Regions from separate parts of the Sus scrofa genome. Here all the other regions are linked to region 2. A link is a contact called in public Hi-C and HiChIP or PLAC-seq data. All regions are on one chromosome and are shown on one strand. Each heading gives the region's core, a stretch centred on a gene start, on an enhancer-like site or on the middle of the called end of the contact. The rest is flanking DNA. Distances are from core to core; before and after follow the strand shown.

Region 1 (4,153 bases), core at 1,532-4,031, 230 kb before region 2:
TCTCCTCATGGAGTTTATAATTTGGTGAGGTTACCACATAAATTAGGAAATTACTGAATTTATACCAGCCCAAAAAGCCGTCACAATATTATATAATTCTGTCCAGGTATCAAACAATTTTTAAACAGTATGACTTATATACTTCTGACTTATAAGATTTAGAAATGGGTTTATAAAATTTGCCATCTCCATCTGCTTAAAACAGCAACAGGACTTCTATGGCTTGGAGGTTAGATACAAAAGATTACCTGTAAGAACAAACTCCATATTTATACACAAATTTACAGTGTATATTTACAGCTGGTATCATGAAATAAAAAGTAAACACTAATGTCAAATTATTTTAACTTTTGCCTTAAATTTTAACAATTTGAAAACAAGCACTGTATCAAGACAGCACCAAAACCATTCATAACGGATATGAATAAACTGCTACACCAAGACCTCTCTGCTATAAAATGTGTGATCTGAGTCCTATTTTCGTGGGCTGCATGTATTCTTTACATATTATGTGCATGCCTCGTACACTCAAAGTTGCAAGTATTTTTAGGCCACAGAAAGGCAACACTATACAAAAGCCAAAAGAAAAAAATGTTATCAAATTATTTGACCATGAAAAATGATTTGACACGTTACATTTCTAAACCTAGAGTTTATTTATTAGGGATCTTCTACTTGACTCTATTCCTCCTACCTCCCCATCCCAGCCATGGTGGAAATAAGTCACTGTTTAGTCAGTAAACAAGAGGCAAGAATAATACACAATTTTTTCATTTTCTCTAAGGGAAACTGTATCACTTTTACAGGGAGTGTTGCCTTCTCTATCCCAGTAGTGATCTTAACCTACAAATATCTGAGTGCTAAAGTCCTCAGGAGTTAGTATTCTTATCTATCATACTACTTGGCTATAGGACACTAAATAAGGGAAAAAACTGTCTTGTAAAAAACACAGCTGACAGATATACTTGAAACAACAAAAAAAGATAACTATCAGTTTCAATTGCTGGGTTCCTACAGCAACCCAGAATGCCTTTCTCAAATTACAGTACCTTCCTCTTCCAGGAAGTATATCTAAACAAAGTTATACTCTGTCCAGGGATGAAAAAAATTGGGCATATTTCTCACCCAATCCTACACCAAAATCAAGTTACTGAAAATGCATTCAAGATGTTGTTTCTCTTAGCTCTATTTCAATTCTATTTCTCCACTCATTTAAGTTGATGTGGCAGTGCCTGTGACACAGAAGGGAAAAAAGTTTACTTTCAAGATACAAGGATTTTTTTAAAAATCCAGACAAAAATATAAATAAGCTCTTTCAAAACAAACAAAACAAGGTAGGCATTCACAAAAAATATTCACCTTATTTTCTCCAAATTAGCTCTCCAAGTATGAAAAGATAATACCGTACGGTGTACCCTTTCTCTATATTTAAACTCATTTAAAAAATTTAAATCTCAGAAAATTTTTTTTTCTATTTCTTTAATTTTGCATTGATAATGAGCTATGGATTTTCATCAAACTTACTGTGACAAACATTTCATGCCACCAAGTCATTAGGCAATACACCTTAAACTTGTACAGTGCTGTACATCAATTATATCTCAATAAAACTGGAAAAAAGAAATAAAAATTAAATCTTAGGCCTAAATGCCTCTTTGATATTAAATATTCCAATGATGATTTTCCCTTTGGGTAACTTGCTATTACTATGGTGACCAATGCTGCTATCTACAGACAACGTTTGAAGGTTTTGCCTTTCCTTTATATTTATGAATTTCGAGCGACAAATAATGCTTTCCAGTTTGTAATCGACATTTCGGAATTTTGAGAAAATCACTCAACTTAGTAAACAATGCTAAGAAGCTGCACTTTAAACTGTTGTTTTAAAATAACCTTAAAAAGAAACACCAACACCCCTACAACGTAATTGTAGCCTCCTTCTCAAAACTGCGATTTATATTTTTGGGGTAGAAATCCTGGACAAAGAAAATCTGGTCGGCTCTGGAAGTGGTCTGCACAACCCTTCCAGGTACGGCCTCATTCTTGGGGACTACCAGGTACCAGGAAGGGGACCCTCGGGGGGCCGATACTCGCCTGACTTTTCCACCAGTTCCCGGACGTCCTTCTTCTCGGGCAACCCCGAGTATCCCAATCCCCGGCACTCCAGAATGGTCTTCAGCTTCTTGAAGCTCAGTGCCACCGGATCCACCAGCTGGGTGGCAAAGATGCCAGTTTCATACCACACAATGGCTTCAAAAAACCTGGCCAGGACGAAAAGGACCAAAAAATAGAGGAGCAGGAAAAAAAGCTTCAGCCACATCTTTCCCTGCTTTCTCTCTTTGCAGAGAGCTCAGAAATCGAAGAGAAGAGTAGAGAGGGGAGTGTGTATTTACAGCAGCCTGGGCGAGGGCCCCCGGTCGGCGTGTGGTCCGGCGCCCGCCGCCGTCACTGTGGGGCCATGCCCGGCGGGAGGCAGGTGGATCGGCGATTCGTGCGGGGGAGAGGAAAGGACGAGGAGGGGCAGAGACGCAGAGCCTCCCTCGGGGCCTTCCAATCAAGAGGAGAGAAAAATAAATGGAAAAAAATTAAAAAAAAAAAAAAAAAAAAGCCCATGAATTAAACACCGAAAGGACAGAGGTGCAGGGAGAGCCCGCGGGGAAGAACCAGCTTGAGGGCCGTTTCCCTCGGCGCGGGGCGCTAACCGAGGTGGCGGGGTCCGCCTTTCAGCACCGTAATCTCAAGAGGATTAGGGGAAAAGCCAAAAAAAAAAAAAAAAAAAAAAAAAACCCACCACCAGACCCACAAAAGAAGCGGAGGCCGGGCAGCAGGCCGGGGCCGGCGGGGCAGCGGGCCCGGGAGGCGGTTGGGTCTAGCCAGGCCAAGGCCGGGCTCCCGCGGCGGCGGTCAGGAGGGCGCGGCACTCGGCCAGGGCAGGCCCGGGGCCCAGCGCGGGGAGGAGCGGCCGCTGCAGCGCCGCGCCCAGCGCCCAGGCCCCAGGCCCCGCCGGCCGCCCAGGCTCCGCGAGAAGCGCGGTGGGCACGGCGGCGGCGATGGCTCCAGGCTCGCTCCGGCCGGCGGGCGGCGCCTTTCAGGCGGGCGGGCACTGGGGCCCGGCCCGGGAGGGGGCGTCACAGTCTGCAGAGGGAAATGGTGCGCGCGGGGCGATGTCCCGGAGGAAAAAAAGCAAAAAATAGGCCCGAGACTGCTCCCTGGGGCGGCTATCCGGCTGCCTCCCGATCACGCAGCGTTCGCTCCGCTAAAGCTGGGCGGCGCGGACCTCCGCAGCCGTCCCCGACGCCCCCGCCCCCTCGTGAGGCCGCGGCCGTCGCCTCCGGAGCAGAGAACCTGCGGCGGCCGCGGCCTGAGCCGAGACATAACAAGTGACGTAGGCTGAGGGGCGGGGCATGGGGAGAGGCCGGGGCGGGGCCATGAGGGCGCCCACGGGTGGGTGGGGGGAGGAGTCCAGGCGAAGAGTTTCGCCAAGACTGGGGCTTGGAAAGCTGTACAGAGCTGCAATCTTGACGCGACTCCTAAAGGCTCCAGTGGCTTACCCTCTCCCTTTCCTTTTGCCCTGCAGATGTTTGGTAATTGGTTTTGTCTGAGGATTGGACTTTGGATAGTGTCGCTTTGTGTATATTTTGTAAAAATTGGTCAGTTAATTATCCTCTTAAAATGGGTAAAAACAGAGTACGTTTATGCTAGGTCCTGGTGAACTGGGGAAATTTTGGCACCATTGCGTTTGAGGGATAGGAGGTAAAACACAGAAAACAATGATTTTCTGTCGCTAGGTGAGAATGTAGTAATTTGTGCCTGTGTGTGTTGGAGGAGACATTGCCAAAAGGAAAGGTAGAACTAGGCTCAGTGGTCCCTGCCCCTAACAGCTTCCCCTCTCCTTCCCCCCCCCCCCCGCCCCAGCTGTTTCAGTCTCAGGGGTGTTACAAGCCAGATATTGCAGCACAGGGTTCCCAGGACAAAGGTTGCTGAATGTGGATATGTCCCAATGCAAAGTTTAATTGCGTTTTCTTTGGTTACCCATCCTGAGTGTGGAGCGGCCAGCAAGAGGAACATAAAAATGAGTAAAATGGACGGGCACGCAGTACTCGGCTCTGTATTTTTTCAACGTCAGTAGAGCATACTCCTGTTAATCTCTGTG
Region 2 (3,613 bases), core at 335-2,834:
CCTACAGCATATGGAAGTTCCCAGGCTGGGGGTGGAATGGGAGCTGCAGCTGCACTACAGCCACAGCAATGCGGGACTGAGGTTAATCTGTGACCTACACCCCAGCTCCCGGAAATGCATCCTTAACCCACTGAGCTGGGCCAGCGACGGAACCTGAGTCCTCATGGATCCCAGTCGGGTTCATTACCGCTGAGCCACAATGGAAATTCGGACCCAGTCCCATTTTGAGCTCAGGCTGGGAAAGCTCAGGGCTGTCAAAAGGCATTTATTGTTTGTTCTAGCCAACACCTGAATATAAGGCCCTGACCTCTCTTTTTTAGAGTAGTTACTAAAAAGGGTTTACAATTGTTTGTTAATTCTTCCTCTGTCCCTTTGAGATATATGTGTACCCCCCACAACTCAGGAATGTCTTTCTCAAAGATCTGAAAGCCATCCTTTTAAAGTGTAATTATCAGAAAAGGCAGGGCCTGGGGTCTCCCAGTCTGTGGGAAAAGTGAATCCTCACTTCCACAAGATGACACAGCTCGCCTAAGTGCACGGACACTGCCCAAACCTAGGTAATTTTGCGCTTTCCTGACTCTACTGAACCCCTTCCTTCATTTTCCCTCTAAAACCCCGTCACCTCTGCGCAAATCGGAATGGAGCTCAGCTCTTTCCCTACTGCAGTTACTGAATAAAAGCTGTTTTTGCCTCTCTGATGTCCTGCTGTATTATCTTTGACTCTGGTAGATACAAATTTAAATTCAGACGACTACTACAATAGGCCCGTAAATCTTAGAAGCTTGTTTTACAGGGTGTTATCCTCAAAAGCTAAGGAAAACTCTGCAAAGTAATCCCTCAAATACCTCACCCCCTCTTCCCTTCCTCCAGGGCCTCCGCAACTTGAAGCTCCCGTGTTTACTTCCTACTGTGGCCAAATTTCACTTCTCCCTCCGCGTGAGGGCTCTACTTTGTAGGATGCTGAATTTCGCCCAGCGCAGGTCTACGCCCTTCCACGTCTGGAGCCTTTTCTCTCCGTGTCTCTGTCCCCTTGATCTCGGGGTGTCCTCCTCAACCCCCTTCCCTCTCCCTGACACTCCAGATCCACGGCCTCGACCTGGCCGCCTCTCTCCCACTCCAACTTCAACTTCCCGGCAGCGGAGGCGTCCCCGCTCCCGCCGCGCTCCGTGCTGGGGCCCCGGCGGCCCTTTCCCGGGGCTGCGAGTGGGGAGGGGAGCGTAGCCCTGTCCGGGTCGGCCATCTCGCACTCTCTGGGCGCGCCCGGCCTCTACCGGGCTGGGGGATCGAGCGGCTGAAGGCCGAGGCCGCTCCCGCTGCCGGGCGGGAACTCACCTTCTCTGAGGCAGGGGCGGCCGTCTACAACTACGGCCCCCCTCCCCGCCAACGCCACCGGTCGGGGGATAGGCTGAGGTGGAGGTGGCGGAGAGGCAGGGACAACCGCTGCCGCCACCGCCGCCTCCGCCGCGGAGCAGACGGGGTGGGAGGAGGGGGCGGAGACCGGGCTTCCTGAAGGGAAGTAGCCACCACCACCACCAGCGACTGACTGGACAGCGCCCGCGCCATGGCGGCGGCGGGGCGTGCCACTGCGCTTGCGCAGTCACCCTACTCTCAGAGAGCCTTTTTAGCCCCGCCTTCTTGTTTGCTCCGCCCCCTCGGTCCCCTTCTTCCGGGACTCTGTTTTAACCTGGCCGAAGCTCTCCTCACTGCTACTCACTTCGGGCGGTGGCGGGGGGAAATCTAAAACCAACAAAGAAAAAAGTTTGGAAATCTGCGGTTTCTACCTCCAGAATATCTGAAAAATCATGATTTCCTGCTTTACCTTTTTAAAGTTTGTTAAGAGTCTTTGATACACAGTAGATTAAGCAAAATCTTTGGTGGTGATATGCTGTCATCATTGCAGCATAAATGACCTTTTTCTCTCCCTTGGCTCTCTCAGTATACGTGTATATACATACACACGTTCATCTCATCCTCTTGTTCCCTGTCTCCCAAAGAAATCACTACCCTGGTTTGTAGTCATCATTTCTTTACATATGTATATATCTTTATCACATGTATGCTTGGGGAAATTTTTTTCTTTTTTTGGTCATTTTGCCATTTCTTGGGCCGCTCCCGCGGCATATGAGGTTCCCAGGCTAGGGGTCGAATAGCAGCTGTAGCTGCTGGCCTACACTACAGCCACAGCAACGATGCCAGATCCTTAACCCACTGAGCAGGGCCAGGGATCAAACCTGAAACCTCATGGTTCCTAGTCAGATTCATTAACCACTGAGCCACGATGGGAACTCCTGCTTGGGGAAAATTTTTAGATTGTTTTTTAATTTTATAAGATTTATGTCTTTCTCTAGCAGGGCTTCTTTCACTCAATGTTTTGAGACTCATCCAAGCTGTTGCACATAAATGTTATTTATTCATTTCACTGCTATACAGTGTTACACCCCTTTTCCTGTTGATGGGCATGTCCCCTGTGCATTGTGCAAAAGTTTCTCTTGGGTAAGCTCTCCTTTCCTGTAATACAACCGCTGACTAATTTCAGGTTCCCATCATCTTTTGTTAGAACCATGGCAATAGCTACCTAATTTACCATTCTTCCTGATTTCACCGTTCCAGTCTACCAAAGGGTTCTATGTGGAAGTCATTTCTGGCTCCAGTTGTCTGTTGGAGAAAGTCCCACATGAATACTACTTCTGGGCTTCTGTGCACCTCCCTGATCTCATTATCTTCCTAGTGTTCTCACTTCCCCACCCTTTCACTTTGTGATTCAACAACATTAAACTTTTATTGATTCTTGTAAATACCCTGCTATTACATAACTCAGTTTATTGTATCTGCTACTTCTTCCTGAAACACCCTCTTCCTACTGCCTAATGAACTCCTCCTCCCCTCAGAAGTAAATCCTATCCTGAATTCAGCATTTCTCATTTTCATGTCTTTCTTTATATTTTTACTACATATGTATGTATCTCTAAGTAACATGAAGTATTGTTTTGCATGATATAAAACTTTACATAAATGTTAATATGCATACTGTTTTTTCTCCTGCACTTTGTTTTTTTTCAACTCAACATTAGTTTTTGATTTTAACCTCTGCTGAGATGTGAGGTTCTGATTCATTCCCTTTCTCATCTCTCTTAATGTCCGTTATATGAATGCACATGAGCTATCTGTTCTCCTTTCATGAGACTTTGAACTTATTTCCCATTTTTCTTTTACAGACAGTAACTTTTACCTTTAACCTTCTCATGCAGTTTCCTTGTGCACATATGTGAGAGTTTCTCCAGGGTTTATACTTAGGAGATGCTGCTGCTTTTTAACTAGGAGGCTGATGCATCAATAATACCCACCTCAAAGGGTGTTGTGAAAACACAAGTAATGCAAATAAAGCATAATTTTAAGCATTCAGATATTTATTCTTGCTTTTGGAATATCTCTCAAATGAATATGAAGCACTGGGACATAAAGGGCAATAGTCTGGTGCCAGAATGATAAAGTATAATACGTTTGCTTATGTAACTCACAGAATACCCTCTGAAGATTTCCCTGACTCCTTAGGTTTCCCTGAATATGCTTTCATATCTCTCTTGCCATCTTCTATGCTTTTCTATAATCCTTT
Region 3 (3,829 bases), core at 1,225-3,724, 170 kb before region 2:
TAGAACACGTGGAGGGTGAATGGAAAAGGGAGTGAGATAATTTGTATCCCTAGAGATACCGATGAGGACAAAATCCTGGGAAGCACCAATAATTCAGTTGAAGGCAACTGACTTGGTAAAGGGATCTTGAGAAGGATGTAGTTTGCACTGGAAACAGGTTACTGGAGTCAAGGAATCTAATGGAGAAAAAGTTATCAAGAATCCTACAGGTAAGTGAAAGCTGAGGAAGAATCAGTGGTAGAGGAACATGGGAGAGTTAAGATAATGCCAACAAAACCGAGTCAAGAGGAGGAGTCAGTTTGGGAAAGGAAATATGGATTCTGTTTTTGAGGAACTGACTGGAGGTAGGAGTCCTCTGAATAATGATGTCTTGCTAGTTGGGGGGAGGAATGTGAAACTAGTTTATGAGACAGATCAGGGCTAGAGAGAAGCAATTTGAATGTGTTCTCCAAGGACAGCAGGTAAAGAGAAAAGAGAACGTTGAGGACAGAACCTGGGGCAAATACCGATCCACAAAGGTGGCTAAATGAGAAAAGAGCCAGGAGGGGAGAAGGGGTGACTGAACCATACCGTGGCAATGCCCTGGAGGTCAAGGAAGAATTTTAAAGTTGTGATGGTGGGTCACAACTTTCAAATGTAGCAGTGAGGTCAAGGGGAAAAAAAAAAAGACAGAAAAGGATGACAGAGCTTATCAAGAAGATCCTTGGAGAAACAGGAGGAACAAGAGTGGAGGATTTTTTCGGGCAGCCTGGCCATGAAAAGACTGAGCAGAAAAGGGAAACAGCCTAAGGAGGGTTGAATGAAGGCTCTCCCCACATCCTCAGGTCAGCTGGCCACTTAAAAAGGGAGAAGGCACGCCTTTTCTGTTGGGTACTTGACAACAGTTCATAAAATGGATACAACAGATGGACACACTTTGAGAAGGGTGACAGAAGGTGCTGGAGTTGAATGTTTTTTACCTTCTCAGTGAAGGAGGAATCAGGGCCACCTGTCAAGGGAGAGAGGAGAAAGGAAAACAGGTTAGGTGGGGAAGAGAAAGGCCATGTGTAAGAGCAACAGTGCGGCTGCCCTTGAGTATCACGGAGAACTAAATAAAACGACTAGGTAGGTGCTGGACCAACGTGATTCCATGATTTTTAAGTTGCCATCTCATATTTACTCCTGGGAACTGACACTAGTAGCAACCACCACTGTTTATCATGTAGTTATCATGTGCTACTGGGTGTTTACCTAAATTATCTTCATTTTCCTAACAATAGATCGAAGTATTATTAGTTCTAATTATTACCAAACTATAAAAAGAGACACTGAGGCTCAAAAAGGTTTTACCTTAATAATAATAATAATAAAAAGACCAGGTACTATGTTGCCAATCACTGTTCTGGGCACAGAAAACAGAGGCCAGGGGGCTGCCTTAGCGCTTTATTGAAGGAGTGCAGACAGAAAAGTGAATGAAAATAACTGAAACAGATAACAAGTGGTGAGAAAATAGTAAAACGGCTATGATTGACCATAATAAATATGGTGTAGTAATGGAGGAGGGAATGTGGTCAGGGGGGGACCCTCTGTGGTACAAGTGAGCCGAAAATTTTAGGATGACACGATGGAAGAGTTTTCTAGTCCAAAGAAAGGCTAAGTACAGAGGTCCTGAGGCAAGCATCAACTTGGCTTCTAGGAGGAACGCTAAGCTAAGGTCGGGGCAGTCACAGCTTAGTGAGCAAGTAGGTACAGGCCAAGGTAGGAGGCGCCATGGCAAGTCAGGGGAAGGATTCACGCGAAGGGGGTAACTCCATCGGAAGCAATGGAATAACGAGCCGAAGAGGCAGGAGCCAGGCTGCCCCGAGGTCCGACGCAAGTTTCCCTTCCGTGATGCTGCCCCCGGGGTGAGGCAACCCGTCAGGAGAGTCCCAGGGGCCAAAGGGCCGAGGCCCGCGGGGGTGGGGGTGGAGGTGTAAGGCTTGTGACCTCCCGGTGTAGCGAGAATCGAGGCAGGATCGCGGGCCACGCCCGGCCAACAAGCAGCCCCCTTCTCCCACCTCAGAATCCCCCTCTTCTTATTCCAGTTAGCGACCCCCGCCCGCAGCACCACCCACTCCGCTCGGCCTGGCTGGATTTTTCCTCGGGGCGGCGAGTCTGCTTTCCAAAACTTGGAGAAGACAGTACCCTCAGGAATGACAGGGAGATGAAATAACTCAGGGCTGGGGCGAAGTCCTATGGGAAATAGGCCTTTTTATTTCTGCCTTGTTTTCCCTCACGGCTTTCCAGAAACGACTTGCTTCCCAGGATGCTCTCCAAATCACCCCCTCCAACAGCGAGACTATTGGTTTGGCCTCTAGTCCCAGATTGGCTGAAGGATTAGGCCTCGGCCAGGGATTGGAGGACGTTCGTTCCTTACGTATTCTCGGCGCTTATTGGTTCGTTTTCTCCGTTTCTGGGCGGAGTGGTGACGGGCGGTTTCCACCCTCTTGTTTACGGAGCGCGTAGTTGTAGCGCTCTCGGAGCTCTGGGGCTGGCTCCAAAGTTCCCTATTTAGCTCCTCGGCCCAATTGGATCTTTGCTCCGCCCTCTCCCGCTCCCTTGCACGCCTCCCGCGTGGTAGGGCCCACACCTTTAGAGCGGCGGCGCGAGCGGACGCTCGTCACGTTCCTCCGCCCGCGCTCGCCGGCCGCCTCCCCCCGCCACGAGCGTGCGCTTGGTACGGCCCCCGCCGCCTCCATCCCTCGCTGGGGTGGCTGCCCCCCCTCGGGTCGGCGGCGCTTGGTGCCGCCCGGGAGAACCAGGTCATCGGTCGGTTCCCGTGAAAACAAAAACAATCGGCGGCGCCGCGTCGGACAGCGAACGCGGCGAGCGGGGGCTCGGGGCCGGGTGGGAAGAACGAGCGGGAGCAGCGGCGACGCGCCGGGGTCGGGGCGCCATGGGGCAGGCGGGCGCGGGCTGCGCGGAGCTCCCTCGGCGCCGGGGCTAGCGCGTCCGCCTCTTCAGTCTCCCGTGCCGCCCGCTTGGGGGACGAGGAGCAGGACGCGGCCTCGGCCGGGCCCGGGCCGAACGGCTGCGGACACCCGGGCGCTGGGCAGCCGAGCGCCGCTGCCGCCACCGCCTCCGGGATGGATCAGTGCGTGACGGTGGAGCGCGAGCTGGAGAAGGTGCTGCACAAGTTCTCGGGCTACGGGCAGCTGTGCGAGCGCGGCCTGGAGGAGCTTATCGACTACACGGGCGGCCTCAAGCACGAGATCCTGCAGAGCCACGGTAGGGCGGCCCGGGTGGGCGCGCGGGGCCAGGCCTCGGCGGGCCAGGAAGGGTGGCCTCCGGGGGCCTCGGCTCCTCCTTCCCTGCGGCCCTTTTGGCTTTTTCCTGCTTCTCTCTCCGGTTTTGTCTCCAACTTACCCCGACCTCGTTGTTAATTAAGAGTGAGCCCGAACCCACCCGGAAAACCAATTCTGAAGCCTGGGGCTCCAGCCCAGGTTAAACGGGGGTGGGGCCGTCCGTCGCACCTGCAAACTGCCGCCCTCCCGGGCTGGGCTCCCCTGGTCAGTTGCCTTGGGCATAAGGCTCTGGGTAAACAGAGAGTCAGTGCAGGGAGCCCCCTCTTTCTTCTCTGCCCCAAACTCTTAGCGCAGAGACTTACTTTTCTCGTCTTTCCTTTTCTTTCTTTTTCTTTTTTTTTTTAAATTAGAAAGTTGAGTGTTATTCTTAGCTGTGGGTTAACAGAACAGCCGCTTCTGCAACTCCATAATTTAACTCTGTGTGGAAGCAGTTTTTCTTTAATTCGGCAGCGGCACTGACTTGATTGCTAGGAAACTAGCTGAACCAAACTGTTCAGCTCTCCTCC

Evidence for each region. A called contact is a pair of places that touch in the nucleus more often than the background predicts. HiChIP or PLAC-seq counts read pairs in DNA pulled down with a chosen protein or histone mark.
Region 1: a contact with region 2 is called in an H3K27ac HiChIP or PLAC-seq map of skeletal muscle. The contact joins the promoter of RNF103 here to the promoter of KRCC1 in region 2. A contact is called at or near these places in 1 of 47 Hi-C or Micro-C datasets (embryonic fibroblasts) and 2 of 2 datasets of contacts at active chromatin or transcription factors (alveolar macrophages and skeletal muscle).
Region 3: a Hi-C map of skeletal muscle shows a contact between it and region 2, with 3 times the contacts expected there. The contact joins the promoter of RMND5A here to the promoter of KRCC1 in region 2. A contact is called at or near these places in 3 of 47 Hi-C or Micro-C datasets (heart right ventricle and skeletal muscle).

Annotation. Positions count from the first base shown.
Region 1 is chr3:58,159,715-58,163,867 of Sscrofa11.1, reverse strand. RNF103 (E3 ubiquitin-protein ligase RNF103) reads right to left here and starts at 2,781. Exons shown (of 4, transcript XM_005662399.3): 1 at 2,095-2,781. The coding sequence starts at 2,320.
Region 2 is chr3:57,926,234-57,929,846 of Sscrofa11.1, reverse strand. KRCC1 (lysine rich coiled-coil 1) reads right to left here and starts at 1,584. Exons shown (of 4, transcript NM_001243946.1): 1 at 1,333-1,584.
Region 3 is chr3:58,095,497-58,099,325 of Sscrofa11.1, reverse strand. It overlaps RMND5A (protein RMD5 homolog A), which reads left to right and starts at 2,474. Exons shown (of 9, transcript XM_021087278.1): 1 at 2,474-3,246. The coding sequence starts at 3,105. It overlaps LOC110259986 (a long non-coding RNA gene), which reads right to left and starts at 2,341. Exons shown (of 4, transcript XR_002342541.1): 1 at 2,164-2,341; 2 at 960-988.